Regions from separate parts of the Mus musculus genome. Here region 2 is linked to region 1. Evidence: chromatin contacts called from public HiChIP or PLAC-seq data. All regions are on one chromosome and are shown on one strand. The core of a region is the stretch at or near the end of the contact, and the rest is flanking DNA. Distances in the headings are between cores, read along the strand shown. Region 1 overlaps Itgam (integrin alpha M). Region 2 has its middle 19 kb from the start of Gm32707.

The links. HiChIP or PLAC-seq counts read pairs in DNA pulled down with a chosen protein or histone mark.
Region 2: an H3K27ac HiChIP or PLAC-seq map of microglia shows a contact between it and region 1, with 4 times the contacts expected there. The contact joins two enhancer-like sites. A contact is called at or near these places in 3 of 39 promoter capture datasets (embryonic stem cells and stem cell-derived epiblast-like cells), 1 of 15 datasets of contacts at CTCF or cohesin (large pre-B cells), 10 of 484 Hi-C or Micro-C datasets (B cells, Th1 cells, bone marrow-derived dendritic cells and 7 more), 4 of 115 datasets of contacts at active chromatin or transcription factors (bone marrow-derived dendritic cells, cardiomyocytes, large pre-B cells and 1 more) and 2 of 9 other capture datasets (liver and macrophages).

The regions. Positions count from the first base shown.
Region 1 is chr7:128,114,349-128,117,062 of GRCm38.p6, forward strand. Itgam (integrin alpha M) reads left to right here. Exons shown (of 30, transcript NM_001082960.1): 23 at 388-471; 24 at 771-846; 25 at 1,420-1,527; 26 at 1,670-1,753; 27 at 1,854-1,967; 28 at 2,054-2,155; 29 at 2,388-2,498. Among named protein-coding and RNA genes, the nearest start is that of Itgax, 14 kb to the right of the region's middle. Within about 2 kb of position 1,338, at least 12 of the 459 cell types and tissues checked have an H3K27ac peak or open chromatin away from gene starts, as enhancers often do. A contact at or near this core is called in B cells, bone marrow-derived macrophages and microglia, where this site is marked.
Region 2 is chr7:128,331,672-128,334,371 of GRCm38.p6, forward strand. No RefSeq gene overlaps it. Among named protein-coding and RNA genes, the nearest start is that of Gm32707, 19 kb to the right of the region's middle. Within about 2 kb of position 1,415, at least 66 of the 459 cell types and tissues checked have an H3K27ac peak or open chromatin away from gene starts, as enhancers often do. A contact at or near this core is called in B cells, bone marrow-derived macrophages and microglia, where this site is marked.

The DNA.
Region 1 (2,714 bases), core at 88-2,587:
GAGACTGATACCTTCCATTCCGTCCCTGGAAGCCAAGTTAAAGGTGGAAGGAGAGAACCTACTACGAAGTTGTCCTCTACCCTATAACATATGTGCTGTGGTGTGTATGAACCCATCTGCCATCCACAACAGCAATAAGCATAGATAGAGATTGCTGAGATGACTCACCAGGTAGGGCAGTCAAGTCTGATGGCCCAGGTTCAACCCCTGGAACCCACATGGTGGATGGAGCAAACCAACTCCCATACGTTGTTTTCCGACCTCTGAGAGGTGGAGCAGGTTAAGGATAGTAGACATGGAGGCAGCTGGATGCAGAGGGTCAGGGGAGGGGGATGGGAAGGCTGATTCTCAGTTCTTAGAGGTGGCTAAGAACTTCTTTCCTTTCAGTGAGAACAACATGTCCAGGACCCACAAAACCAAGTTTCAGTTGGAGCTGCCTGTGAAGTACGCCATCTACATGATTGTCACCAGGTGCTGCTCTACCCCGTGCTCCCATCAGGATGGTCACCGCCAGCTTTGTCTTTGTGTTTATACACTGCCTTATGTTGTGGGTATATACATGTGCCTGTGTGGAGGAATGGTGTGTGTGTGTGTGTGTGTGTGTGTGTGTGTGCGCGTGCGCACGTCCAAACCCACGCTCTCAGTGTCTGACAGTCATTGCCCCTGAGGGCTACATTGCCACCTTCCTAGTCTCTGTACATTTAGTTCAAGCCCCCTTCTCAGGACACCTTCATGTTCTGTCACCTGTTGCCCCCTCTTCTTCCTTTTAGTGATGAGAGTTCTATCAGATATCTCAACTTCACGGCTTCAGAGATGACCAGTAAGGTCATACAGCATCAGTACCAGGTGAGGAGCAGGGCAAGCCTGGGTCCTGAGAGGATGCTGAGAAGGGAACTTGATGTAAAGAGAAGGCAGAAAGTGATCGTAGGAAGCATGAATACTGAGTTTCCTGTGTGTCAGGTGCAGTGCCAAGTTTGCTCTACATCCCTCCCCTACATGTGCATACACACACTCACACACATACATGCACACATATGCTCTCACACTGTATACATGCACTCTCCTCCAAACACACAGATGCATACACACACACACACACACACACACACACACACACACACACACACTTCCTCTTTGAGTCTATTAGGCCCCTGAACACTCTTGCTGTCCCTTGTTTATAGATGTAAAAACTAAGGGTCAGAGAGACTCATGAACTATGTCTAAATCCTCACACCAGGTCAGTGGCAGAGCTAGAAGTTAGGATGAGCCAGTCTGGCGTTCATTTACATACCCCATCTCTCTGAAGAGCAGGATGCTTAGGCTTTTTTCAGCGATCTGGGAAGGAGGAAGTAAGGAGCCAACTCCAAGAGCTAGCCACACCACAAGGCTTGAGCCCTCACTCCCTCCTTTCTGACATAGTTCAACAACCTGGGCCAGAGGAGCCTCCCTGTCAGTGTAGTCTTCTGGATCCCTGTTCAGATCAACAATGTGACCGTATGGGATCATCCCCAGGTCATCTTCTCCCAGGTGAGTCCAGCCGGGTCCCCAAAGTTCAGGTCTTAGTAAAGATCTGTTTCTTGCCTTTTCTGACCCTCTCTTTGGTCCAGACTGTTACCCTGCTGGGCAGGACCGGAACCCAGCACTCTCTTTTCTGTCTGTCTTTCCTCAGAACCTCTCAAGTGCCTGTCACACTGAGCAGAAATCCCCCCCTCACTCCAATTTCCGGGATCAGCTTGAAAGGACCCCAGTGCTGGTAAGAACATGGCGGGGCTCCAGCCTCAAGGCCACACACACATGGTCATCATGGCCTTCCTCAGTCTTAGTCATCTGTTTCTTTGGCCTTCCTCTTCCAGAACTGCTCTGTTGCAGTCTGTAAGAGAATTCAGTGTGACCTTCCATCCTTCAACACTCAGGAAATATTCAATGTCACCCTCAAGGGCAACCTATCATTTGACTGGTACATCAAGGTATGTTGTGTTCAGAGACTCTCTGAGTAGAGCCCCATCATAGTCCAGCACCCAGACCTGCCTTCCACTTTGCTTTCCCCCCACAGACTTCTCATGGTCACCTCCTGCTTGTGAGCAGCACTGAGATCCTGTTTAATGACTCTGCGTTTGCCCTGCTTCCAGGGCAGGAGTCGTATGTGAGGTCTAAGGTACTCATCTCAGACATGGGTGGAGTGGGGTGGAACTGTTTGAAGTGAGGAGGAAGCTGGGTTGGTGGATCTCATCTTTGGGCTGGCAAGAGAAGCAAGCGGGAAGAGGAGTGAGGCCTGGGGTTGGCGGTGTGGATTGTTGGGAGCGGTCAACCCTTGAGCTCAGGGAACTCTCCAGAAGTTTGAGGTGTGCCTCTCCTGCTGTACCCTGTTTCTCTTCTTTCTTCCCTAGACAGAGACCAAAGTGGAGCCATATGAAGTTCACAATCCTGTACCACTCATTGTGGGCAGCTCCATTGGGGGCCTGGTGCTCTTGGCTCTCATCACTGCTGGCCTATACAAGGTGCTTCTTCTTGGTTCTTTCTGTCCCATCTCCCTACTCCTCAGCCGCTCCATTATTGGGATAGACTCAGTACTGTTGCTAACTACACGATCTTGGGTCACGATTTCTTGAGCCTGGATTCCTTTTTTTGTAAAACAATTCTATGAACACCCATTTTCCAAAGAAAATTAGCTTAATACATGCAGAGCAACTAGGATGACTCCTGGTTTACAATGA
Region 2 (2,700 bases), core at 165-2,664, 220 kb after region 1:
AAAGGGGTGGCTAGAGTCCCACTTTCCCTCATTGTCCTGATCACCTGGTTCTGGACGCTGTGGATTTGGTCTGGCCAGTGGTTCTAGCGAGCTGTCATATCCAGCCCACACCACTGGTTTCTTGAGATGAGAGATTTGGCCCTTACTGGAAATTGTTAGCATATCCAAAGAAGCTCACGTAAGTAACAGCAGCAAAGCTGCTTTGTAATAAGGATGGGCACAGAAAATAATCATCTCATTTGGCAAGACGGCCCAGAAATGAGTGCACGAACCACACCCCGCAAGGAGAGATGCCATCCATTAAGCAAAGAGAACTTGCTAATGCCGCCCTGGAGCCTCCCTCAATCTAGATGGCAGCATTGCAGCCCTGGGTTGCAATACCATGTACATCTTACTGTAAGCTGTTCCTTTACCCACTTTCCACTGGGAAATCCAGAGTCTTCCCTGGGAAGGGAGAGGGTTCCCTTTATGAACAAGATCTTGTCATGACAGAGAGAAGACCTGGAGGACAGGGTGAGACAGCCCTCAGACAACTGTGCCTTCTACCTGAACTCCTTCTGTGACACAGCAGGACTTTGGTGAAATATCACCCCCATAGGAAACCATCTGCAGGGGTTTCTCCTCTGGCCCACCCTTGCCTCAAGCAATGGTTCTCAACCTCCCTAATGCTGCAACCCTTTAATACAGTTCCTCATGCTGTGGTAACCCCAAACCAGAAAATAATCTTTGTTGCTACTTCATAACTGTAATTTTGCTTATGTTATGAATCCTCATGTAAATATCTGTGTTTTCTGGTGGTCTTAGGTGACCTCTGTGAAAGGGTCATTTGACACACACACCCCACCCCACCCCCAGGGGTCTCAACCCATAGGCTGAGAACCACTGCCTTACGTCCTTCTTCCCAATTGTAGAGCTGCTGCTCCGGTCTCGGTGGCTTGTCTTTGTTTTCAGGATTGCTCTGGCTACTAGTCATCCCATGATACCAGGTATTTCCAAACCTCCCAGACCATAGTAACCAGTCCTCTGCAATTCATGTGAGGATAGATACCAGAATTGGGGCTAACCTCAGTATTTGTGTCAAATCACTGTGAGGACAGAAACAAGCTCACAATAGTCTTGACCCAGAGAGACCAGACCATCCGAGCTCAGAGGTGGGAGGCAGATATCTTGTCCCACAGGGGAGCCAGCCTGACCTTGACAGTGATACTACCAGACCTCATGCCTGCTCCTGACCCACCATCCTCCAACCTCAAGGATGCCCTTGGGGGAGGTGTGGGACATCAGAGAGCACAGGGTCCTTGGAGGGGTGCAGGCTAAAGTGTGCTCTCAGAACTGTGCACACTAGGGTCCTGTGGCTCACTGGTGGCGCTCACATGGCCTCTTCCTCTTTCCTGCCAGGCCTGCCAGGCACTTGCTGCTTTGGTCCTGTAGAGGCACTGGTCATGTGCAGAGGCTTCAGGCTTCAGTGACTCTGAGCTCAGATTCCAGGCTCTTTGCTCTGCTTACTTCCCCATTTCTTCAGAAACAACCACTTTTAAAAACCAGTCAGGCAAGCAGGCAGGAGAGGAATGACTTCCCAAATTGCTTTACAAATTTTTCTCCTTAAGCAAATGGTTGCAAAATGTCAAGACCCTCATATTTTCCTATGAAGTGATCTCAGAATCCTCCAGGACATTTTAAACTCTGACCCCAGACTTCCAGGAAGCCCATGGGGCATTCAATATTACAGGCCAGCCAGCGATTAGCCACATCCAGATCCAGCCATCCTTTTTTTTTACCATTTCTATAAGTTTTCTGGTAGAATTTTGGGGATCTCTAATGTGTATTGCGTTCTCTGTAAGTAGGGATGGCCTGGCTTCTTCTTTCTCAGTCTGTAACCCTTTAATTTCCTTCTCTTAGCTCATTTCTCCTTCTGGTACTCAGAGTACAATGTTGAGAAGGAGTGGGGATAGTGGACATTCTGAGAAGCCAAATCTTTTAAGTTCAGACTTCATTTTAGAGAACCTGTCCTAAGTCTGAACTCAGGTAAACCAACAGGCTGGTACCTAGCGTTAGTTTCCAAGTCACCCCCGCCCCCCCCCCCAAAAAAAAAAACCTGAGCCTAGCTCTAGTCTCTAGGCTAATCCCCAACAAGATCAGCATTTCCAGGTTGTTCCCCCAACAGGTCAGTACCCCCAGGTTACAAGCCCACCCCTTGCTTAACAACCACCAATGCAGAGGGGAGCAGAAATTAAGTTTATGATATGACTCCCAGCACCACGGTCGTTCTCCAATTAGACGCTTGCACATGTACTCCTTGCCTGTTGCTTACTGTAAAGCCTTGCCCCACAGACATTCGGGGTTCTCCCACCACCAAAACCATCCTGTGTGACTGCAGTGCATTGGGGGGGGGGGTGTTTGGGAGAGAGCTAGCTCAAATAAAATAAAGACCCTGATATAAGTTGCATCAGATTGACTCCTGTCTATGTTTTGGGGGATCAATAACATTTCCCTGGCACTGTAATTCTTGTCTCATTCCTGATTTCAATGGGGTTGCGCTAATCTTTTCTCTATTTAGGATGTTGTCTGTGGGTTTCTCATATTTGGCTTTTATTGTGTTGAGGCACGTTCCTCCAGCCCTATATTCTTCTAGGACTTTCATCATAAAGGATTTTCTCTTGTCAAGGGCTTTTTCTGTCTCGACTGAGATAATCATATGAT